Linked DNA regions of Mus musculus: all the other regions are linked to region 1. A link is a contact called in public Micro-C, capture Hi-C and promoter capture Hi-C data. All regions are on one chromosome and are shown on one strand. Each heading gives the region's core, a stretch centred on a gene start, on an enhancer-like site or on the middle of the called end of the contact. The rest is flanking DNA. Distances are from core to core; before and after follow the strand shown.

Region 1 (3,741 bases), core at 438-2,937:
GAATAATAATACACCCAGGGTCAGAAGCAATTTCTACTTCCACACTTAGAAGTGGCCAGGAGGTCAAGGGTCACAAGTGATTTAAGGACAAACTCTAACAAGAAGGGAAAAACCCCCAAACAAGCTGCAGAGGGCTGAGGAGACACAAGACAACAGCCAATTACAGTGTCCTCAGAGAGGAGAGAGAGAGTCTACTCACAAACTGGCAGTTTAGGATCAAAACGGAGGACTTGGGGGAAAAGAACTCTTGAACATGAAAACATAGAATGTGTATTCTCATAAGAATAAAACTGAAGAAAGTCTTCCAGAACACACACACACACACACTCTCTCTCTCTCTCTCTCTCTCTCTCTCTCTCTCTCTCTCTTTCTATCCAAGAGTTCAGGACTGCTCTCGTATCTGACTAGCACAAAGGGTTGTCCATGAAGAGGCTTGATAACGGAGAGAAAGAAGGATTGGCCAAGTCAATCCAGACATGTGTGAGTTCTTGAACGAAGTGAGAGACCAAGAAAAGTAATCCTCAACCAGACAGGTTTCTAGCTGGAGAAAGCCAATTCCCCTGCACAACAGAGGAAACCTGGAAGAAGTCAGAACTGCCTGAAGCCAGAGTTCCCAATGGGTCTTTCTACAATTGATCAGATGTCTGCTCCTCTGTGCCAGGAGTGTCCCTGAACATCCCAAGTCATTTACATAGTTGCCAGTTAGCGCATTACTTACACCCCCCAACGCCCCGCCCCGCATATGCTTGTTGTGTTGCTAGGCTGCTTAACCCTTTGCCTCACTTTCAGCATCTGTAAAATGGGCCACACATGGAGTTGATTCAAAAGCTGTTTGGAGAGTTCAGAGCCTAGGGCAGACAGAGCCTAGGGCGGAGAGCCAGGCTCAGTGCCTGGAACAGACATCTCTCAAGAAACTCTAGTCTCTTTCTACTCCATCACAGCACCCACCTTGTTGGGTTCTATCCAAATGCTAACTGGAAATATCTATCCTGCTCACCGTTGTGCATTCAAGGCCCCGGGCCAGTTTCATCTGACAGAAAGTCCTTAGCCCACTCCCAGAGGATGTTGTCTGGCAGCTCCAAAGCAAGAAAGAGGGAGTGGGCATTTGGGTGCACACACTAATCTTTCTCTGTCCCCATACTGATCTGGGGCGTAATTGCTGAGATCATGTCCAATCTTCTAACTAAACCAGTGGGCACTGTGGCATAGAAGGGCTTTTGGGCGACTATCTTTCTGTGGTCCCCGGGCCAATGCTCTCTGGCTACTCACTCTATCCCTCCTCCTCCTTCCTCAGAAAGCCCTGATGCTCCTGGAGCAAGAGGTTGCACGCAATCGCAATCGCAGTCAGGAGACGCAAAGCTGGGGGTTCAGGGAATGCAGCCCAGGACTCCGCGGGAAGAAGAGGAGGGCGCTCGATCCTCCCGGCTGCGCTGGAACCCACCTGGAGCCGTGCGCGCAAGTGGCTCGCGCGACAGCCAAGCCACAAGCCAAGGCCTAGGCCGAGAACGCCACCCAGTAGCACCGCGGGGACCAGCAGCGTCGGCGCCGCCTGCAGGGCTTCCCGGCCCAGCTGCAGCCGCGCATCTTTAGTGCAGGTCATGGAGGGCTCAGGCGGGTGACCCGCTGCATCCCGCCGCCGGCCAGGTCCGCGCCTCTGTACCCTTTCCCGCTGCACCCGAGCCGAGGGAGGAGCTTGGACCCGCCGCCCCAAACTTTCAGCCTTTCCGGGCCATCCCTACAGTGCACTGAGCATGCGCAGCCGGGGCGCGCCTTTCAGCCCGAGGACCCCACATGCAAGAGCAAAGGAGCACCCCTCCTCCCAGTCTCCGGAGCAAGCTACTCTTTTGTGATCACTGAGCGTTCAGGTTGCCCTGAGTCCTGAGCTGGCGGCCAGATTAACTCCAGCAGCACCTCAAGGTTGCTGTAGCCTGTCCAATCCGATTCCCGCGCCGCTCCTGGGGCAAGTCGTTCTTCCCTCCGGGATGCTCCGCACCCAACTGATTGAACACTTCTTTTAACCCTGCTTTCTCCCCGAGAAAAATTCTTCTTTATGAGCGAATGTTACATTCGGGCCCCTCTAGAATCCTGACGTCTCTTCATTTTATCCTTCATGGTTCCACGTGGGCAGATTGGGAGCCAGTACTTCAGCCTCTTCAAAGAAACTGTCAGGGGAAGTGTCTCATTCAAGATCTGACAGCTCAGAAGAAGATGGCAATGTCTGTCTGCTCACACCTGTGGCTTCAGGTCACACACCTGTTAAGAGGACCTTCCTGTCCTCGGGGTATCCCTGGGAACTGGAACATCTTCCTGGCAATAGCTTCATGCTGCAACGTAGTGTTGGTTGGATGCTCAGGCCTGACTTTAAAAAACGCACAAGGTCAGGTAGTGGCGTACAGCTGTTATCTCCCGGTCACTCAGGCTATTCAGGAGGCAAAGGCAGATCACCTGACTCATCTCAAAAGGGTGGAGGGTGGGGTGAGGGAAAGGATCCATTAAAAATCAACGCTGCTTATGTTTTGCCTCTAAAGTCACTTGTTAATACTGCCTTAACACTGCTCCAGGATGCCTGGCACTTCTCAAGGGTGCAGTACCTGATGTGAGAGGTTTAGTTAAGGACACTAAGGGCTGCAAACTCCTGGTCTTATCCAGGTCAGGTCAAGAAAGGGATGTGTCATTGAAGGTGTGGAGAGGCTGATACAAGGCTCTCCGGCAGCTGCCCAGCAGGACCGTTCACAGAAGACCCTGTCCCTGGATAAGGGACATCTCTAGAGCCCAGAAGGCAGACTACCCCTTCCCCAGCTCCTCCCTCTGGGCACTCAGGGGAGCCCTAACACCCCTTGGGGGAGCTTTCTGCCCCAGCTTACTCATTGGCCAAGTGATGGCTTCATTGTTGCTGGAGAGGCTGGGCAGGTCCAGCAAGATCCCCAGCCCGGATTCAGACAGTGGGTACTCTGCTGAGACTTCCCCCTGCTCCTTTTTCTGTGACCTTTCTAATGCTTCCCTGAGGTTTTTTAACCTCGCTGAGGTGGTCTGAGGAGAGTCGGGTTCAAACAGCGTCTCTGGGAATTCCTAGTGCTAAGACTGGGCTGAGATCTAGAGAGTCAGTGGGCATTAGTAGAGGCCCTTGTCACCCTTGGGGAAGAAGAGTAGCGGGGGTGATTTGGAGTGAGGCACAGCAAGCGAAGGAGCTGCGCAGCTCCCTCCTACGCAGCTTGCGGCCTCCAAACTCCAGATGCCAGCGTTCCAGAAAACTTTCCAGGCGGTTCGCACTGAGCATGCTCCGCGGCGGGGGCGGTCCCGGGGTCCGGAAGCTCCGCGACTCTGCGGGGCCTGTGTGGGGTCTGTAGCCACCAGATGGGGGCGACGGGCCCCACGGGCGCTGGGGGACGAGCCACGTGGGTGCTGGCTGGGAATATCCTGGCCGCTGCCCTGGTACTGGGCTCGGGTCCGCGTGCACTTCCACCATCCTTCCCTGCCCTGGGCCCAGGGTCACCATCTCGGCCCGGCCCAGCAGGACCCTGGGCAAGCTCGCAGGTAAGGAGAGCTGGAGCTTGTGTCTGTCTCCATCCTCTGAAAGAGTCCTGCCCTGTAGGGCACAAGATCAAGTGGAGGGAGAGGCTGAACTTTTTGCTTGGTGGTGCTTCTAGGTGCGTTCTGCACATACTTGTATCAACGGAACTCCAGAATCGGTGAAGCCTCACGCTTGGTAGCCATAGGCTTGTATGGGTTCGGATCCAGATT
Region 2 (3,741 bases), core at 658-3,157, 940 kb after region 1:
CTTTGCCAGTGACTAGCTACCACGGGAAAGGTGTGCAGGAAAAGTGACAGGATACATTTACGGGAATGTCTTCTGAGATCCAGTCCCTTGGCAATCAAAGGCTCGTTGGAATCTGTGGAGTGACGTAGGTTTGGGATTGACTAGGATAACATTTGTGGGCTTTTGAAGTTACAATTATGTGTCTAGTTATTTATTGTGTGTGTGTGTGTGTGTGTGTGTGTGTGTGTGTGTGTGTGTGTATCACTGAGGACCTATGGAGGACAGAGGGAAACCTGGAGAAATTTGCCCTCTCCTTTGCCATGTGGGGGCTGGGCATCCAACTCCGGTTGTCAGGTTTGGTGTCAAGTGTCTTTACCTGGGGAGGCATCCCACTGGTCTCATTTCAATCATTCTTAGCACACAATGGAACCCCCTCGCCACAACTGCCTCTAGCTTTCCACAGGACAGCTAATCCAGGCATGGCATTCATTTGCAGATGCTGACTCCTCCTGAGACCCTCTCAGCCTTCTTGGCAGGGGGTTTCCTGGGGTGCCTGTGTCTCCTGGAAGGGCTGGGTTGCCTTAGGATTGCTGGTAAGTTTTGCCGAGGAAACAGCGGATCTCATCTGACCATTGGCTTCCAGGTCTGCCTGGTCTTACTGAGTCCTCTGGACTAAGTGCAGAAAATATCTGAGTGTGGATTACCTATTTATAAATGGAATGAATGAACAAATGATTTTAATGTTTAAGGCGAGGCAAGTCTCCGGAACTCCTTGGGCCCAAGACGTCTTGCCTCTTTCATCCCATCCCCCTTTAGCAGTCATCATTAGCGGTTGCCGTGCCCGTGTGCAGGGTGTCGTGCAAATAAAACCCGTGGGTTTCCTTGTTAAAATATGAAGAAATTGAAATCGGCTACAGCAGAGCGTTAAAACCTAGGCGGAGCGGGCGTCTCGGCCTGTGCTTTGCCCCGCGTTGCCCTCTCCGAGCACGATGTCCCGATTGCTCCCCATTGCCCTCTCGCACCACACTGATGGGCTCCAGGCTCTCCTCCAGGTCACGGTCAACCATAGGACGCTCTTTCGCAGAAATCCGCTGCGCTTCCTCTTGGCACCGGAGCGGAGCGCCTAGGGGACTGTCTCAGTGCAAAGCGTTGGAAAGGAAGCATTTGGACTCTCGAGACTACAACGGGACCACTGGGGACCTTTTCCCCTGCTCAGCTCTCTCTGGAATCATCTCCAGAAGAGGATACGGAGGGATGACATGTCCTTGTGTAGTGGCACCACTTAGCCATCGTCGAGGCTCTCACTCAGGTCCCCACACAGGCACTCACAAGGGACAAACGGAGAGACCCCCCCAAAGATGCCCATCCCCTGCTTCTTACCCTGAGCCACTCACAGGTCGAGGGCAGAGACAAGAAACACCAGTAGATAGCCACAGGGATTAGGGCACACAGATGAGAAGGACCCATGCAAGCTCGACCCCTGAGGGCCCACCCAAAAGTCTAGGGGTCGGGGACACAATCCTGGAGCAGCCACGCCCTCAGCAACCCTCTGAGCTGGCTCCCACGATTCCGTGTGTCCCCTGGTATCCCACCCCTCCCCACCAGTCCGGGAACCGACGGGCGGCACCTGTTGCAGTCCCGCGTTTCCGGGGAGCCGGGGTGGGGTAGGCGGGCTGGGCGCGGGGGTGGGGTGCGGGTGGCACTGGCAAGGCAGAGGTGCAGCAGGGCTCGAGGCGCAGCGGCAGGGGCAACGGGTTGCAGGGACCAGAGTAGACCATCAGGAGCTCTGGGAGGGAGGCCAGCGGCTGGCACCTGACTGAGGGCAGGGTGTACTGGAGGAGAGCAGGATCTGAGGGCACTGGCAAGCCGGGCTGGTGCCCAGAGGGCGTGGGGGAAAGGAGCCAGGAGCAACGTGCGGGGCGGGAGCAGCCGCCCGGGGACCAGACTGGAAGATGCCTGGGGGCCCGGGCGCGCCCTCTTCTCCCGCAGCATCCTCAGGCTCCTCGCGTGCCGCGCCGTCGGGGATCGCGGCATGCCCTCTGTCCCCACCTCCCCTAGCCCGAGGGTCTCCACAAGCTTCCGGTCCCCGGCGCGGCGCCAGCGTCCCGCAGAAGCTGGCGGAGACTCTGAGCAGCCAGTATGGACTGAACGTGTTCGTGGCGGGGCTGCTGTTCCTGCTGGCCTGGGCGGTGCACGCGACGGGTGTGGGCAAGAGCGACCTGCTGTGCGTTCTAACCGCGCTTATGCTGCTGCAGCTGCTCTGGATGCTGTGGTACGTGGGTCGCAGCTACATGCAGCGCCGCCTCATCCGCCCCAAGGACACGCACGCGGGTGCGCGCTGGCTTCGCGGTGAGTGCTACCCTCCACGCCTCTCCTTGAGCTCTTTACCTTACTTTAGCTCTATACCTCATCTCTTTTCCCGCCCTCCTCTCGAGTTTCCCTTGTCTGCCTTAGGCTCTGCTCGAAGGTCTTCCTGCTTAACACTTTGTTATAATGTTTCAGGCTCGGGCTTGCAGGCCACTCTCTCCCTCTTGGCACTCAAGGCTTCTATGATCTGGCCTCAGATAAACTCTTTTCTCAGCCCCCATCCTGGGCTGTAGGCTGTCAAAGACTCAGTTCCGGCCAGTATTAGCATATTCGGTTCCTTCTCTTGGAATGCTATTCCACCCTTCCCTCTGTCCTGCTTTTCATGGGCTAAGGCCTCCCTGAGACTGAAGCGTATCCTGCGGCTCCATTCTGTGTTTCTGTTCACACTCCCACTCTTGCTGTGGCCTGGACTGCCTCTTCACCCCATTGGGGGGAGCCTGTGACGCTTGGTCCGAGAGTCACAGGAGCCTGGCTTGGAGGAGGTGCTGAGAGGATGAGGGGAGTCCTGAGGTCATGGTCTTGAGGGACGACCTCACTGCATGCTAGAGGGGCTGCCCATATTGAAAACAGACCCAAATGGGCCAAAGGGGGCTGGAGACACGAGGGCAAAGGGAGAGGGCTGTGATCCAGGGCAAAGGGAGCAGCCGGGATCCAGGGCAAAGGTGCCTCCTCCCACTTTCTCATCTTAGACTGTAATTTCCCTCAGAGGCCGCCTCCCAATTTTTGCACACTTGACCTCAGACATATTCCCTGCTTTTCTACGACCCCAGCTCCAGTCTGAGCCTCTGCAGAGGGGGATCTCAGGCCGGATTGGACCAGAGAGTGATTCAAGGGTATGACCTCAGTGCCCTTCCATCAGAATTGCCCTTGCCTTGAGTAGAGACATTCAGAGATCAGTTTATCTTGCCTCCAAAAAAAAAAAACAAAAACAAAAAACAAAATACAAAAAAACCAAAACAAACAAACAAAAAAAAAACAAAAACAAAAACAACAACAACAAAATTGTGCATGACCACAAACTATCTGAATTCTTGAAAATGGAAGTTTGAGGGAGCTCGTGGGTTTGTGGATTATGCATGGCAGCTGGGGACGGGGGTGGGGTGGGGGGGTCTATGTCATATAGATAGGACTGGTACTGTTACTCCAGGATGTTGACATTTTAACCCTTTCCCAAAAAGAAGCATCCTTTTCCCCTCACTCGCCTCCTCTCTCCTCCATCTCTTTCCCCTTCAGCCTCTCCCCTCCCTCCTGACTTCTGTCTCTTCTCTCCCCTCACTTCCTGTCTCTCTCCCTTACCATCCTTTTCCTTCTTTCTTGCTTCCTCCTTGTAGCTCTCTTTCCTCTTTTCCTCCTTCCTCTTCCCCCACTTCCTTTAAGCCTCCCTCCATTCTTCCC
Region 3 (3,741 bases), core at 767-3,266, 880 kb after region 1:
TTGTGCTGTGCATAAATATGAGTAAAGTAAAATGATCTGGGTCAGACGCTGGAAGTCCTGGCCTGGCCCAGCTCTGGTTACAAAACTGAGCTGATCGGATTTTATTCTTACCGCACTGTGACTGTTTCCCCCTACTTGCTGTAACTCCTGTGGGGACCCTCCCACACTAAATTATAGTTTGGATATGAAGTATTTCCAAAAAGATGATAAGAGTTCAAGACTTAGTCCTCAGTGCAGGAGGAGAGTTCAAATGCGAGGCTCACAAGGGCGTGATTTTCCTCACTAGGATGAACCACTGACAAGTTCACAGCTGACTGAACTATTAGGGGGCTCAGCCTAGCCGGCAAACGCAACCGTCTTTACATGGTAAAGACATGGCTCACATCTCCTTCGCTGATTGCTATAGCTCTGACACCTGCAAGTGTCTGGCGCCTCACAGGTGCTCAGCATGTAGTTTGAGAATAGAGCGACCCTGTGGAACTAGAGAACTGTACGGTTCCTTCTAGTTCTGTAAGCTAAAATTGAAACCAAGAATATGATAGCAGAAAGATCACTGTGAAAGACATCAAACAATGCAAATACCATGGTGAGAAAGGCAAGGAGAAGTGGGGGGTGGGGAAAAGCTTGGATGAGGTAAATGAAGGGAAGAGGAGCCCACACCAGAATTTTAACCAAAAGGCTCCCACGGCAGAGTTTGGTGGGGTAATTCTGTCAGGCAGTTAACACTGGTGGATGATTTGTGGGAGGTTTGCCCTGAAGCTGTTTATATCAAGCTTTACAGGGGTCCTTAGGCGTTGTTAACTACTGTGCCTATCTTTATGCCTTTTTCTGAATGTATGTGCAGATATATGTGCATGTTTTGTGTAGACAAGGGTGCATATGTGTGGAGGCCAGAAGCCAGCCTCAGGCATTGTTCCTCAGGAGTCGTCCACCTTGTTTTTTTTTGAGAAAGGGTCTCTTACTGAGGTGTGAGGCTCACTGATTTCAGGAATCCACCTATCGCCACCTCCCCAGTGCTGGTGTTACAAGGGCATACCACCTAATGGGCTCTTTATGCATTCCGTTGCGTTCTCCAGAACCTCAGAATTTGAATACCTGTAGCAATTACACCCTTAAGAAGGCAACTGTATTTTAAAAATTAAAAAGAGCCTCTTCGGATGGGTTCTGTGGCAGAAATGCCTGAGCTGCGATGGCACAGAGGGAAGACTGTGTGGGGATACAGCAAGAGTGACCACCAGTAAGCCAGGACAGTCCTCTAAAGCAAGCAAACCCGATGACACCACATTCATGGCCCGCCGTCCTCTAGAAGTGTGAGAAACTAAAGCTCTCTCATCTGAACCACCTCATCTGTTGTCCCTTGCTTTAGGAGCCACAGCAAACAGGAGACGTCTCTGTCACCAACAAACGCCCACGCCTGGGTTGAGGTTTCTCACAATACTGTTCATAGCCTGCTGGACGTTCATTCAGTCATTTAAGCAACAGTGCCCACTAACGTATACCAGATGCTGTCTTTCCCACAGAGGCGCGCCCAGCACCTGCCGTGGTCCCGAGGAGTAGGCGCTGCAGTAATAGCATCCTACAGATGGAACACCATGGCACCTAGGATCACGCGGTGAGTGAGGCAGGGGGCGGCTTAGGGGCCCGGGGAAATAAGCGCCTCTCCTATCTCGGGGCGACGCAGACACCAAGAGCGGCGCAGACCGCAGCAAGGGTGACTGCAGGAAGGAGGAGGCCCGGCTCCGGTGCCCGGAGCTTAGCTTTGTGCTCCGCCGAGCCCCATCACACAGCGCTGCGAGTAAGCCGCGCGCACCCTACCCGCGCCAACCCACGGGAGTCGAGTGTCCCGGGCCGCCTTACCCGCGGAGGCCGCTCTCGCCCGGCCGCCTCCCTGACACCCTTTCTCGTCGCACTCTCGGTGTCAACTGCAGGACTCCAACCGCCTCGGAACCATTCCGACAACGCCCCCTCGGCAGCTCATCGGCAACTTCCGCCGCCGTCACTTCCGTCTGGGAGGGGCGTGGCCTCTGCGCGCACGCGCGTTGGCGCGCGCCGCCGGGATTGAGTTCTGCGCGGGGTGGCTGGGCGAGCCGGTGGCGGTGCTACGCTGGGTGGCTGCCGCTCCACGTGCTCCCGGCGGCCGGTTGAGACCGTTGGCGGGGTCGGCTGACAGGTGAGAACTGCTTGGAGCCCCGGGACATGGAGGAAGGGCGATGGTGGCATGGCTGCCTTCCTTGAGGACTCGCTCGCGGGCAAAACCTAGCCTTTTGAGTTCCTGGAGATATTGCATCCCGGTTTTTAGTCCGGCACTCGGGGCCGGCCAGATGGTACGGTTAGTCCTCAGCGCACAGGGCTTATAGACCTGCTGGCTGATGGGGAGAGGGCTTTTCTCTGAGGCTCGAGAACTAGGTCCGGAGGAAGGACCTTATGGCTCCTGGAGCTCAGAGGACCAAAGACCTAAGTGCCCGCGAACCCCCAAATATCGATCTAGATACAAGCTACTTAACCTAGTGGTGCCCAGCTCCACGTCTGTCCAAAAGGGATACCAGAGAATCTAATTTAGGGTGTGTGTGAAGTTTACAGGGGTAAAAGGCTTGGCGTATAGTGGTTGCTCAGCATGTGTCAGGATTTTTCCTGCAGCAGCTACCTCCTAGGAGATAGAGGTAAGAGAGATGATAGGGGTCTATGTGCCCGAAAGCCTAGCTTCTGCCCAGCGAAGCCCAGGGATATGAAGCCTGCTCAAATTGTGTCAAGAGTTTAGTGTCTACCGTAGTGCCTAACACCTGCAAGTTATTCATATGAAGCTGTGGTGAGGAGACTTGAACTGCCTCTACCGAAGCAGGGGCATGGCTTGGATTCTTTGAGCTTCAGTGGAAACATGTGGCCCACTCATAGTCTTCCCCTGGGGTCCCAAGAGGGTGGAGATATGTGCTGTTTTTTTATCTTTTAGTGTACCTGTGATTTCTAGGAATTCTGGAAGGAGCTTGTGCCTAGTTATAGTGGGCCGACTCCCTATTTCAGAGATGGGGAGAAATTGAAGTTTAAAGGGAGCAGTTGCCTGCCTGGCCTTTAAGATGGCCTGGTTTTAGGGCAAATATTGTCTCTGTGTGTACATGAGTTAAACAAGTGATAGTCCAGTCTGTAAAGTGCTTGACACACAAGCATGAGGACATGAATTTCCATGCCCAGAACCCAGGTTAAAAAGCAAGATGTGGTGACAGAACCCTGTGGCTCTCTATCCAGCTCGCTTAATAAACTCCCAGTGAGAGAGAGAGAGAGAGAGAGAGAGAGAGAGAGAGACAAGGTAGGGGGCTGGAGGCATGGCTCAGGGATTAAGAGTATTTGCTGTTCTTCCAGGGGACCTGAGTTCAGTTCTCAGCACCCAGAATCTAAGAGATCTATATTAGTCGGGGTTCTCTAGAATCACAGAACTTGTGGGATATCTACATATTAGGGGAATTTATTGTAATGACTTTTATAGTCTATAATCCAACTAACCTAACAATGTTAGCTATGAATGGGAAGCCCAAGAATCTAGAAGTTTCTCGGTCCCACAAGGCTGGGTGTTTTAGGTGGTCTTCTGTATATGCTGGAATCCTGAAGAAGTAGGTTCCAAGAGATGTGCTGGCAAGTAAGTGCAAGCAGGAGAAGAAGAGTGAGTCTTCCTTCTTCCAGTGTCCTTATGTGGGCCTCCAGCAGACGGAGTGCCCCAGATTAAAGGTGTGTACCACCGTGCCTGGATTT
Region 4 (3,741 bases), core at 824-3,323, 820 kb after region 1:
ACTGAGGGTAAAAGAGGATGCTGAGGCCGAGCAGAGGGATCGCCTGATAGAGGTGCTGCTTCAGGACACAGAGATCCTGGCACAGGCTTCTAGTGCTCCTTGGCTGCATGTATTAAGGCAGGAGGGTTCGGGAGATAGGGACCATAGGGTGGAGGTCAAAGACTCAACAGCCCCGTTCCTCCTATGACGGCCAGTCTGGACCAACAGCTGTGGCACAGGGTACACAAGTTCATGTCACTCCGTGTATGAACAGCTGATTTTCCTTTCCCAAAGGGAAACACCTGCTGGCAGCCCCTTCTCTGCTCCCATGTTGCCATCTCCCCACCCCACCCTCGGGGGGGAAAAAAAACCAGACAATAAAATTAGGGGGATGAAATCACCTTGGGAAGAACCCAAATTTGGGGTTTTGTGAAAGAAGCCCCTGAGAGCCACCACTGAAGACCCACAGCAGGTCCCTTCTATACCCCATTCTACTGCTGCCCAGTGAACACAGAGCCTGGAGCCAGAGCCTCGTTATCGGGAAAGAAATGAAGACAATAAATGTAAAGCATTCAGGAATAGTGTCCAAGCTCCTTTGTGTGTTGGGACTGTCGATAAAGGGCGTGTAGCTTTACATGAGCGTGCGGTAATGCTGTCATCTACTTTAAGGGTAGAATTTGCTTTTAAACGTTATGGCTTGAAAACGATGCCCCGCTGGATGTAGTGTTTAAGAGAGGAGTCTTTAAGTCAGGGGAAAAAAATACCATCAGGATAAAGATGGTCCTGGTTACACTAGCATTGCCAAGCTCGAGCTCAGATCTGGAGATGTCACAAAAGGAACAAAGAGGAATCAGCACACACCCAGTGAGGCAAGTGGAGCTGAAACCCCCGCACAAGGAAAGCATAAGGACCAGCTAGCTCCCTAAGATCACTCCTGACCCCCCATACCAACAAGCAACGCTCTCACAAGACTCCCCCAAATCAAGAGGGGGACTTCCACTGAGGAGTCTTGCCGAGACAAAGGTGTCATCTAAGGCGGGGGAGGGGGGTCTCCAGCATCACCAAACCCATAATCACGAGGGTACATTGTGCTCTCCCTGCCTTCCTCCTCCTGGCTGAGCCCGCCTCCACCTCTCCACGCGCACAAGGCGTTTCTTTTGTTTCAGTTGCAGCCGAAGATTTAGGGGTGCACACTCAGCAGCGCGGGAATGTCGCGGGGGGCTCATACCTTATCTGGGGGTGGGAACTGCAGCTGGTTGACATCGAGGGGCGTCATCAAAGGAATGGTGTCGAAGCCATCCTCCAGCAGTGGCTGCTTGGTGCCCTTCTCTGCGAAATTATTCCCCAACTTCACCATGGTTGCGAAAGACACGAGGCTGCGGCCTGCGGAGGGAGGGCCGCGCGGGGGTCAGGGCGAGCCGTGGCCCGACCGGGCGGGGCACAGCCAGAAGGACTCCGCACACCCACCCGCTGTCTCCGCGGTCGCTGTCCCCGCCTTATCTCCCCAGAGAGGTAGCAGGGACGCGGCGATCTAGCCAGATCAGAGTCTCAGGCTGTGTATTGACTAACATTTCTAGACTCCCATCCCGCAGGGCGCATCACGGCCGGGTAAGGGGACGCTACCCGTGCCCAGCCTTTCTGGACGCGTACCCTGTCGGGTGGCACTGGCCTCCTGCAGGTCTCCCGCGGCCCTCTGCTTGAGAGATGCTCCTCTGCCCTCCCCGTTCGCCACCCGCACTCACCCCACGCCTGGCTCCGGAAGATCTGGGCTCCAAGCGCGCTCCGAGGCTCAGTGTCGCCCGCTCCCGCGCACAGCAATGGCGGAGGCGGCGCCGCGGCCGGGGGATCGGCGATTGGGTTCTGTGCCTCCCGCCTCCGCGCGCCGCCTCCTTCCTGCCGTTCCCGGGGGCCGCGCGCGGGAGTGCGCGTGGGGCCGCGCGGATGCGCCTCCGCCTTGACGCAGCGCCGCCCGCGCGCGGATCGGTCGCACAAAGGAGCACGCGACTGCAGTGGGGGTCCCCCGGGGACCCCGCGCGCTCCCCGACCGGAGGAAGGAGAACCTGAGACTCCCAATGCCCGACTAAGGGAATACCCGAGCGGGCTGCGCAACCCTGGGGCGGCGGCCGAGCGCGGGGAGATTGGGGGGAAGGAAGGGAAGGAGGGAGGAGGAGATAATGGGAAGCCAGGGAGCCCCAAAGGTGGATGAAGGCAAGGTGCCGGCCCACTGTCAATCAGATCTGAAGGATGACAAAGATTTTCGGAGGACAGTGTAGGTGATACACCTCGGTGGCTCTTAGTGTGAGGCTAAGTGGGAGAGGGAAGGAAAATGAGGGCGGGTCCCTATAAAAAGAGGGAGATTGCAGGATGTGAGGTAGTGCTGTCCCACTAGGGATGCATGCCTAGAGTGTGGGAACAAGAGGCCAGGTGTTCAGAGCTCAAAGTTCTGCTCAAGAGGCAGACTAGCCAAAGCTGTCAGTGGTCAAGGCGGAAGGGGAGGTGGGAATCTCCCGACCGCAGCTGCAGTCCGCATGGATAGCATAGAGACCCAAAAGGAAGAATGAGGTTCTAGGCTGACCGGTGCCCCAGGCGGCCACCCTAATGAAGGCCACTGCACTTTACAGACCTCTAGTCGGCCTTGTTTGCAGGATGCAGGATAGGGAAGACTACTTGGATGTGAAAGCGAAGCTACAAAAGGAGTAGGGCTGAGGGCCGGCGCGGGAGGAGCAGCGCCTCATCATCTGCGGCCATCATTCTGTTCCCCAGAGAAACCTGGAGAATAACAGAAACCTTCAACAGCAGCCTATATAGGTCCAAATTCCAGACTCTCCAGGAGGGCCCCTTCTTTAAAGGGGTGGGGGGAGGTTTGCCCGGGTTTCTCTGCCCAGGCCTTGACAAGGTCCCGGATGCCATTGAGTCAAGTCAGGTCAGCCTGACTAGGGCCCAGAGTCTCATCTCGGGTGCCTTTCTGGGCTTCTCCAGGCTGAGGGAAGGGCTTGAAGACACCTGTCTGACATCAGGTTGTCCTCTTGGCAGCTGAGAAAGGAGTTTGAAACCACCCAGGCACTAGCCTGCAGGCATCACGGGGCCTACCAGTCAGACTGTCTAGTTTGTGTAAGAGAAAGGCTTTATCTCTATCTCAGTCTCCAGCCTTTTCACGGCACTAGCCTACTCTGCAGTCAGAATCCTCACAAGAGCAATAGGATCACACCCTCTCCCTCCAAGACAGCCCAGGATCAGGCTATCCCCTAGACAGCCAGGGTTATGCCGCGACTTGCTGGCCTGGGGATTGCACATTACTTCTGTGTGGTTTTCTTTGCTTGTATCTGAACCCCATGAAGGGCATCAGAAACACAAAGTGCGCAAGACACACTGCCACCTTTCAAGGACAAAGCCTCAGCTCCTACCCGGAGATGTGACAGAGAGTCAGAGAAGGGAGCATGCTCAAGGAGAGGATGTATGTCCAAGTAGGAAGAATGCAGAGACAGCATATTCACTCTGTCACTCCTGGAACACATGACCCACAAACTAGCAACTCTAAAAGAATGGAAATGTATCCTAAGCACTGGAGGCCAGAGGTCCACAGTCAAGATGTGGACAGGGCCCTACCCCCTCTGGAGGCTCCCCAGAAGAACCTCTTCCTTTTCTGGCTTTGGTGAAACCGGCAGTGCTTGGCGTATGGCCACATCACTCCAATCTATGTTCATGTCACTCCCAGCATAGCCCTTCCCTCTACCTTGTATGTCTCACCTCATTGCTGAGTTG
Region 5 (3,741 bases), core at 377-2,876, 780 kb after region 1:
GGAAAGGAGACCACATTGTGGGCAGAGGTGTATAGGAAGAGGTGAGAAGGAAGCTTAACACAGAGCTTCCTGGCTCAACTGGCTGTTAAAGACTTGTACTTTCATAGTTAAACTATTTCAAGATACTGCACGTGTTCACGTACGTGCAGCACGTGTGTATGTGAGTGTCTTTGGCAGTATTTTTGAATTAGTATAGAAGTACTGCTTACTGTACACCCACTTCCTGGTATGTTGTCCTTTTCCAGGGCAACCTCGGTGTATGCAGATACTAAGCACTGGGCTGTGGCTCGAATGCAGAAGGCCATGTACTGTCAACATGGTACCTTCCCACGAAGCTGGGATGTGTCCGTGTGACTCTTAGAACCCAGTAGAGGGGCCAGAGCAAAAGTGCACAAGTCACACGTGACCCTCTCTGTTGTCAGAAAGGGATCCTGTTTGGGAAGTAAAATAAATAACTTCCAAGTCTTGTCTTTAGATCTAAGCTGGAACCTGAGCCACATACCAAGAGGAAAGACTCCACATCTGAGAAAGCCCCTCAGAACGCTTCCCAGGACTCTGAAGGAAAGCCTGCTGCTGAGGAGCTGCCAGGTATGACTCAGGATAAAAGTCTTGCGTTGCGCGTCTTCCTTCTGACCTGTCCGCAGGAATACGAAGCAGAGAGGCAGCAGCGGTTCCTGACCCGGGGTGGTGAGCATAGACGCCTAAAGCAGAAGCAGCTGAGAGGCAGCAGTGCTCAGTCTGAGGGCCACACATTCACGTGGACTCTGAAGAAGGGCTGCTGTCCTGTGTTCCTGCTGGGTGGAGACCGAGGAGGCGCCATTGAGCCTTCCTGCTAAAGACAGGTGTAAGCCTCCACAATGGAAGTCTGCACTGGTGGCAGGCAGCTACACTACCCCAGCATGGAGCGTGCTTTCTCAGGGGTCTCCACAGCCAGGCAGCTCCTGGGATAAGATGCAAGGATGGATTTGTATTGCTTGTCATCACAGACAGTGATGTTCCTGACAATCCATGCCAAAGAAATGCCTAGTCTGCATCAAATCAGAATGTCACGGACTGCTTCATTATGTGTACAGTCCATGCACCTCTGGCTAGGGATGCACTGCATCCCTGCATACGGTGTAGCAAGCAAGCAGGTTTCGTGTGGCACCGCTCACTGCCTAGCAGCTCACTGAAGCTGTGAGGCCTGCCTGAATGTTTTCTCTGCTGTGTCTGACCACTGGAGGGTCATAGCCTCTTTTCTTTAGAAGACCCAGAAAGGCTCAGAGCCCAGGCTACTTTTCCAGGGTGAAAGCTCTTAAATACTCTCTGGTCCAAGACTCACTGGTGTGTGGCCTGGCTCTCAAGCCCACCTCTCTCTCATGATTCCCTGCATTTCATACGTGTTCCACATGCACGCATCATGGCTCACCACCCTGGAGGATGCCAGAGGCCCCCTGTGCAGTGGGAACAGCACTTTTGGAGCCTTTCATTGTTCCACACATCCTGACTGAGTGACAGGCCTGACTTGCATTGGATCTTTGGGGGTGTGTGCTTTTGTGAGTATTTTAATAGGCGAGGAAGCTAAGAGTCAGAGAAGTTATATAACAGCTCAAAGTCCAGCACTGAAGAAGCACAGCAGCCTTCCATGTGGGTGGTTCTGTTTGCACAGCCTCAGCCTATTCCTGGCTCAGAGCTGCTGAGGTGCAGTATGCAGGGGCTCTGTTTACTTCTGTGCCTGCCCAGGGCTTTCCCACAGTCCCATGGGCACAGCTCCCCAGAGGACAAGATGGGCATCCTAACTCCATTTACTGAAGCTGGATGCAGCAGCCACAGTCAGTCTTTCACCTACTCAGGCTGGTGACAGCAGGAAAAGCCAGTGCTGCCTGAGGGCCTAGAGACAGTGCATCTCATGGAAAGATACCCAATTATACTGCTGACCTCAAACCTACACTGCATGTGGTGCCAGGCCTTGGAACTTCATAGTTAGTGGAAATGGCTCTTCTTTGGGCTCATAGGGAAACAAGTGAGGGAGGTCCATATGCCAGCGCCCTTCCACTGTGGTGCCTGTGAAGGTGAGGAGAGTGGTGGTGTTCCTATGCTCAGCCTTGGACTCCACATGATCAGAAAGTTGTCTTCTGACTGGTTGAGCTGTGAGCAGTTGTGAGCAGCGTACAGGAAACAGAGCACATGTGGACAAGAGCCCCTGGGCCCTACGCTCATGGTGCTCACTGAGCATCACTGTGGCTGTTAAACATGGGAGCACGGAGATCAGCACTAGTCATGGGGCTTGCATTCAAAGGAGACCAAGAGAATGCAAAGACAGCCCACAGAATCTGATGATGCACTTCCATCCACATGGGTGGACACACAGGCTTTTCAACTGAAAGCTAAAAACACACCCAGCTGGAAATGGCAAAGGATCTGAATGGTGGTTTCTTTATTAATTGAAAAAAATTCTAATACAGTATATTCTGATCATGTCTCCCCTCCTCTGACTCCTCTAAGCTCCTGCTCACCTACCCAACACCACATCCTTCCTCTCTGTGTGTCTTTAGAAAACAAACAAACAAACAAACAAACAAACCAAAGTTGATTGTTAAAAGTTAAGAAAACACACACAATCAAATGCAAAATCCCTAAAACCAGAGGGGATGGCAGTTTCTTAAGAACATCTGTGTGACAAATAAGCATCCTAAAGGGCCTAGCATCACCAGTGACCAGGGGCCTCAGAGGGGCCAGTGTGGGAAAGGCCACATGCACGGCGCTGGGGAGGCGCTGGGGAGGCATCCTCATGAAGTTTGCAGCTGAATTCAAGTTTGCCTTTGGAGCTCAGCATGGTAGGACTCCACTGGGCATTCCAAAGCTGGAGTGGGCCATGGTATGGATGATATCCAAAAAGCTCTGACACTGCCAAGAGGTGGCATGGAAGCTGACAGGCTGGACAGTAATCTCTTGCCACAACCCAGACACAAGACCCCTGCCACTGGGGACCGCCTCCAACCCCCATGGAGTGACGAGTGTTCCCGTCACATTTTGGACTCTGCAGCCATTTGGGTGTGTGGGATGGGAGCTTGGTAAAACTTACAGCCTTGAGGCTGAAGAGCTGGTGGAAGGCATTGCTGCCTGAGGTGAGTGCAGCTCCATGTACACTCTGACAGCAAGGTGGGGGAAGCGAGTCCACATACCTAAATGTGTTGGGCCTTTGGGGCCTGCCTGCTGGGTGTTCAGGTGGAAACAGGGTATTGATGGGGTGAGCAGGGAGACTTAGGACTAGGAGCTCGGGGGATCTTGGGAAATAGGCAGTGTGGTGCCCTAGCCTGGGTGCACCTCTGAAGGAAGTGGAGAGGAGGGGAGAAGCAGGCCAGACAGGCCAGGGAAAGACCTGCACCCAGCTTTCATGTGCTGTCTGTTTCCTGGCTATGCTCTTTTTTGTACCTCAGGCTTGATCCTGACAGGGAAAATCCTCCCCTACAGCCAGCTCTCCTTCACATGGCTGTGTCTGCCCTTTCCAGCGTGCCAGTAGAAAGTGTTTCTTCCTGTGTGTGGACATCTGCTAAGTATGCTGCGAGTGACAGTTTTCAAGCCCAGCCTGTGGGGATGTGTCTTTTACTTAGCCTTTCAGTATTTATTTCCTTTTGAAACCTGAGTTGTCACTCACATGAGCATGTTCTGGTACCAAAAAAGATGGTATGGATCTAGGCAAGGGATGATCTACTGTCTGTCATACTCCCTCTGCCACTTGGCACTTGTCATTTAGTCAGC
Region 6 (3,741 bases), core at 384-2,883, 700 kb after region 1:
TGCATCTTTGCAATTCTCTTTTAAGTCTGGCTTAATGGAAGACAGCTGCTCTGCAATTAGCTTATTGTAAGATCAGTGTCTCTTGGAAAACTCAACCATACAGCTGATTAGAACATGCAAGTGTAAAGGCAAATGTGATCCTAGGATTATTATGAAACTAGCTTTTCATCTTGATGACTGTTAAAAGCCTAATTTTAGCACACATCTTAGTGTGCTTCCTTTTATAAGGAAAACAAAACCCAGAGAAATTGATATTGAACTAAAACTAAACCATGGGGGTCACACTCCTGGACAAGAAACTACAGGCAACTATGGCTGCTGAGAGAGGGAAGTTAGCCTATCCCATGGAAGAACCCTCTAATTGGTTGTCCAATACAACGTGATTATCCCTGAAGCCATAGACACATACACAATAACAACAGTTTCAGCAGATTGTGCTGGCATATCCATGGATACTTACACATATATGCAACAATAATAATTAAAGAAGAAGAAGCTATCAACTTGAGATTGAGTTGGGAGACATGGAAGAAATTGGAGGGAGAGGACTTGAGGAGGCTGGAGGGAGAAAAGGGAAGGAGAGAAAGTGGCATAATTGTATTTTTAATGAAAGGTGCACACAAAAATAAAATGAACCATGAACCAAGTGCTCAGAAAAATTTTACTAGCTGACTTTAGTCAAATTACGTAACTCTGTTCTCCATTTCATTCTTTCTCTTTGATAACTATGATTCAAGAGAGCGCTTTTCAAAAGTGCTTATTGAGGAGGAACCTAACATGATATCATGAAGTTCAGAATGCTTCACTTTCGTCTGGCTCTGATAAGTTCCTGCTCTCCACATCCCCGCTCAGGGATCTCTGCTCTAAGCCTCTTCTACATTATAAGTAAGAAGACTGAGGGCATGGTGGCGCGTGCCTTTAATCCCAGCACTTGGGAGGCAGGGGAAGGCGGATTTCTGAGTTTGAGGCCAGCCTGGTATACTGAGTGAGCTCCAGGACAGTCAAGGCTACACAGAGAAACCCTGTCTCGAAAAACAAAACAAAACAAAACAAAACAAAACAAAACGACTGAGGACAACCATATTATCAACAACGGCAACATCTACTAGCTGTATACTAAGAGTTAAACAGCACGAGGACGTTTTATACACACATTCTGTTTAATTCTCTGTGCATTCCAAGAAAGGCGCTGGCTTCACTTTACCGAACTGGCTGAAGGTTGAAGAAAAAAGGTCTCTGGCCCCTACCTCTGTACACGTACCCTTTCCTAGCTCCTGCAACTCAGATGGTCATAGTTCATTGTTACTCAAGGCGATCCCTTGATGACAAAAGTCAAAAGTGTGATACTCCCCACCTGTCAACCAAACCGCCCGCCCGTCTCCTAAAGAATCATAAGGGGAGCGATCTTTCTAGCTTCCCGATGCTTTCGTTCCTGAAGTCCAGACTGGGAAATCTCCGAGCGTCTGATCCCGCTGAGTTTTGCAGAGAGGAGAAAGGGGTGCCGATGCACTGCGGGTAGCTGTCTGGAACGGAGAATTCCGGCTCTGGGTTAAAGCCGGAACCTTTCTCCACTCTCCGCGTTACACGGGCGGAGTGCGGAACCTTTCTTCTATGCTCACAGTTCCCAGGCGGAGGAGTGCGAAATCGGAACGTCCCTCAGCAACCGAGTTCTTGCCGGGGTCGCTAGCTGCTGACGTGTGCCTGGCCGGCTTCAGGCCCTGGGTTGCGGGTCGCTATGGCGGTGGACATCACACTGCTCTTCCGGGCTAGCGTCAAGACAGTGAAGACGCGGAATAAGGCTCTGGGAGTGGCCGTGGGTGGCGGGGCCGATGGCAGCCGGGACGAGCTGTTCCGCAGAAGCCCTCGGCCCAAGGGAGACTTCTCCAGCCGGGCCCGTGAAGTGGTAAGCTGGTTGCTATGGGAACGGCGGGCGGGAGCTAGGGGCGCATACGCTCCGCGGCCCCTGGACCCCAAACTGGGCCTATCTCTTTAGCTCTCGGTGAAGACAGGGAGTCTCTAGCAAGACAGAGAGTCTGTCTCACCGACCTAACAGCTGGCTCAGGGTGGCGACAGGTTTATTCTCACGAAGGGACGCATATCTGGGCACTGAAGGAAGTAAGTTAGAGGTGCTTGGATATCCTTGAAATCAGGTTATAACCTTCTGAGGCAGTGAGTTCGCCAAGAGTTCCCACAGTCTGACACTTCCTGTCGCAAAGCTCACCACTATCTCCCCTCGCCCTTCCACGAATCTGTTTGGACCTCCTCTTGCTCGTAGGGTTTAATAAAATCCACGCTCAGCTGAACGCTCCTTGATCCTTGCCTCCAGGCATAGGTAGGACTCAGTACCTCCTGAGATTGGTTTAGGACATCACCAGTGTAGGGTAAAAGCTTTTCCCTTCAGAGCGGCAACACTTAAGCAACACTAGTGTTGTAACTGTCCTCTAAACTGCTTCCTGTTCTCTGGACACAACCGGCTTCTGTGTCCCCAACATAGAAATCTTTTCCATAAGGGTAGGAACATGTTGACAGTATTTCTGTATGTGCTACTGACAATATTGCTTAGTAAGTATTCTTTGAATGAATGAATGGTTGAACGAATGAACAATTATTGATTCCACTAAACAGGAAAAAAAAAGATTGTTTGCATTATATCCCTTTGTGTCTATGACACTAGGGTAAATGTTATTTTTGGAGTACCAGGGGGTCATATACAGTCTGCCTGTCTTTTTAAAGACACACACACACACACACACACAATGGCCCAAAGCATTGAAAGGTACAAATCTGGGGGATCTAAACTTTAAGTTTCATTGGTTTTCCAGTAAACTCACCTCTGCTTGGCACATAATCCATTGCTTGATATTTCTCTTTTTGAGGCAGGGTCTTTCCATGTAGACAAGGCTGGCCTTGATCTTACAGAAAGGTGACTGCTTCTGTCTCCCAAGTGCTGAGATTGAAGGCATGGGCCCTCAGACTAGATAATACTCAAATATTACACACACACACACACACACATATATATATGCACAAGTCAATGAATGGCTGTTTACAGATAATGTTGAAGCACAGGAGGTTGTATGAACCAGATAAATGCCCCTCCCTCCAACAGTAAACATCTACCTAGTACTTACTTTCTGACCAGCACTGTTTTAGAGTAATAGGGTTCCACTGTTGAGTTATAGTTACAGTGGTGGAGGAGATGCAAATATAAACAAACGCCCTGCCGTGAGCCGTGCTGGTGTTCTGTAGGGCACAAGGGAAACAGTGGTTAATCCCACCTGGGAGAAAGGCTTCATGGGACAATGATGTCAGAAACCCATTCTAAAAGAACAGTAGTTGGTTTCATTGCCAAGAAGGCTAGGAAGGGCATCACGTGCTGGCCGTGCTCCTGGGTGGCCACACAGTCAGGAGGACATGGACAGTGCAGTTAGACTTGATGGACTTTTAAAAAATGGGTGTGTGGTGGGGAGATGGGGACATGAAGGTAGGGGGGTATAGAGGTGAGAGTGGATTTGAAAGGAGTTAGAGGGGGACTGGATAAATATGATCCGAACACATATGCAATTCCCAATGAATTAAGAAAATATCTTTTTTGAAAAGAGACCAACATGCACAAAGGCATGAGATAGTAGCTTAAGTTGGGCTTGATTAAAATAAGAATGTGGGACACTCAGAAAAATAATGAGTGTTATGGTAGCCAGCGGGAAATCTAGAAGATCTTTGCAGATCACTCTGCAGCGT

Evidence for each region. Promoter capture Hi-C pulls out the DNA fragments that hold promoters and counts their contacts. Hi-C and Micro-C count contacts between places; a contact is called where the count stands out from the background. Capture Hi-C pulls out chosen DNA fragments and counts their contacts.
Region 2: a contact with region 1 is called in a Micro-C map of embryonic stem cells, with 2.2 times the contacts expected there. The contact joins the promoter of Otop1 here to the promoter of Evc in region 1. A contact is called at or near these places in 2 of 39 promoter capture datasets (the 3T3-L1 cell line and cranial neural crest), 2 of 484 Hi-C or Micro-C datasets (both in embryonic stem cells) and 1 of 115 datasets of contacts at active chromatin or transcription factors (embryonic stem cells).
Region 3: a promoter capture Hi-C map of embryonic stem cells shows a contact between it and region 1, with 4 times the contacts expected there. The contact joins the promoter of Lyar here to the promoter of Evc in region 1. A contact is called at or near these places in 13 of 39 promoter capture datasets (the 3T3-L1 cell line, 3T3-L1-derived adipocytes, cranial neural crest and 8 more), 3 of 115 datasets of contacts at active chromatin or transcription factors (astrocytes, embryonic stem cells and stem cell-derived neural progenitor cells) and 1 of 9 other capture datasets (embryonic stem cells).
Region 4: a contact with region 1 is called in a capture Hi-C map of embryonic stem cells, with 4 times the contacts expected there. The contact joins the promoter of Nsg1 here to the promoter of Evc in region 1. A contact is called at or near these places in 11 of 39 promoter capture datasets (the 3T3-L1 cell line, 3T3-L1-derived adipocytes, the C10 cell line and 8 more), 5 of 115 datasets of contacts at active chromatin or transcription factors (astrocytes, embryonic stem cells and stem cell-derived neural progenitor cells) and 1 of 9 other capture datasets (embryonic stem cells).
Region 5: a promoter capture Hi-C map of hippocampal neurons shows a contact between it and region 1, with 5 times the contacts expected there. The contact joins the enhancer-like site here to the promoter of Evc in region 1. A contact is called at or near these places in 11 of 39 promoter capture datasets (the 3T3-L1 cell line, 3T3-L1-derived adipocytes, cranial neural crest and 6 more), 4 of 115 datasets of contacts at active chromatin or transcription factors (embryonic forebrain, embryonic stem cells and stem cell-derived neural progenitor cells) and 1 of 9 other capture datasets (embryonic stem cells).
Region 6: a promoter capture Hi-C map of stem cell-derived epiblast-like cells shows a contact between it and region 1, with 3 times the contacts expected there. The contact joins the promoter of Stx18 here to the promoter of Evc in region 1. A contact is called at or near these places in 8 of 39 promoter capture datasets (the 3T3-L1 cell line, cranial neural crest, frontonasal cranial neural crest and 3 more), 3 of 115 datasets of contacts at active chromatin or transcription factors (embryonic forebrain, embryonic limb bud and embryonic stem cells) and 1 of 9 other capture datasets (adipose tissue).

The regions. Positions count from the first base shown.
Region 1 is chr5:37,335,194-37,338,934 of GRCm38.p6, forward strand. It overlaps Evc (EvC ciliary complex subunit 1), which reads right to left and starts at 1,688. Exons shown (of 21, transcript NM_021292.2): 1 at 1,442-1,688. The coding sequence starts at 1,600. Evc2 (EvC ciliary complex subunit 2) reads left to right here and starts at 3,285. Exons shown (of 20, transcript NM_145920.3): 1 at 3,285-3,534. The coding sequence starts at 3,355.
Region 2 is chr5:38,275,497-38,279,237 of GRCm38.p6, forward strand. It overlaps Otop1 (otopetrin 1), which reads left to right and starts at 1,908. Exons shown (of 7, transcript NM_172709.3): 1 at 1,908-2,328. The coding sequence starts at 1,932.
Region 3 is chr5:38,218,466-38,222,206 of GRCm38.p6, forward strand. It overlaps Lyar (Ly1 antibody reactive clone), which reads left to right and starts at 2,017. Exons shown (of 9, transcript NM_025281.3): 1 at 2,017-2,170. It overlaps Zbtb49 (zinc finger and BTB domain containing 49), which reads right to left and starts at 1,989. Exons shown (of 8, transcript NM_029162.3): 1 at 1,858-1,989.
Region 4 is chr5:38,157,670-38,161,410 of GRCm38.p6, forward strand. It overlaps Nsg1 (neuron specific gene family member 1), which reads right to left and starts at 2,074. Exons shown (of 5, transcript NM_010942.4): 1 at 1,722-2,074; 2 at 1,208-1,362. The coding sequence starts at 1,336.
Region 5 is chr5:38,115,610-38,119,350 of GRCm38.p6, forward strand. Stx18 (syntaxin 18) reads left to right here. Exons shown (of 11, transcript NM_026959.3): 6 at 476-588. Among named protein-coding and RNA genes, the nearest start is that of Nsg1, 42 kb to the right of the region's middle. Within about 2 kb of position 1,627, at least 40 of the 459 cell types and tissues checked have an H3K27ac peak or open chromatin away from gene starts, as enhancers often do. A contact at or near this core is called in hippocampal neurons, where this site is marked.
Region 6 is chr5:38,037,597-38,041,337 of GRCm38.p6, forward strand. It overlaps Stx18 (syntaxin 18), which reads left to right and starts at 1,634. Exons shown (of 11, transcript NM_026959.3): 1 at 1,634-1,903. The coding sequence starts at 1,736.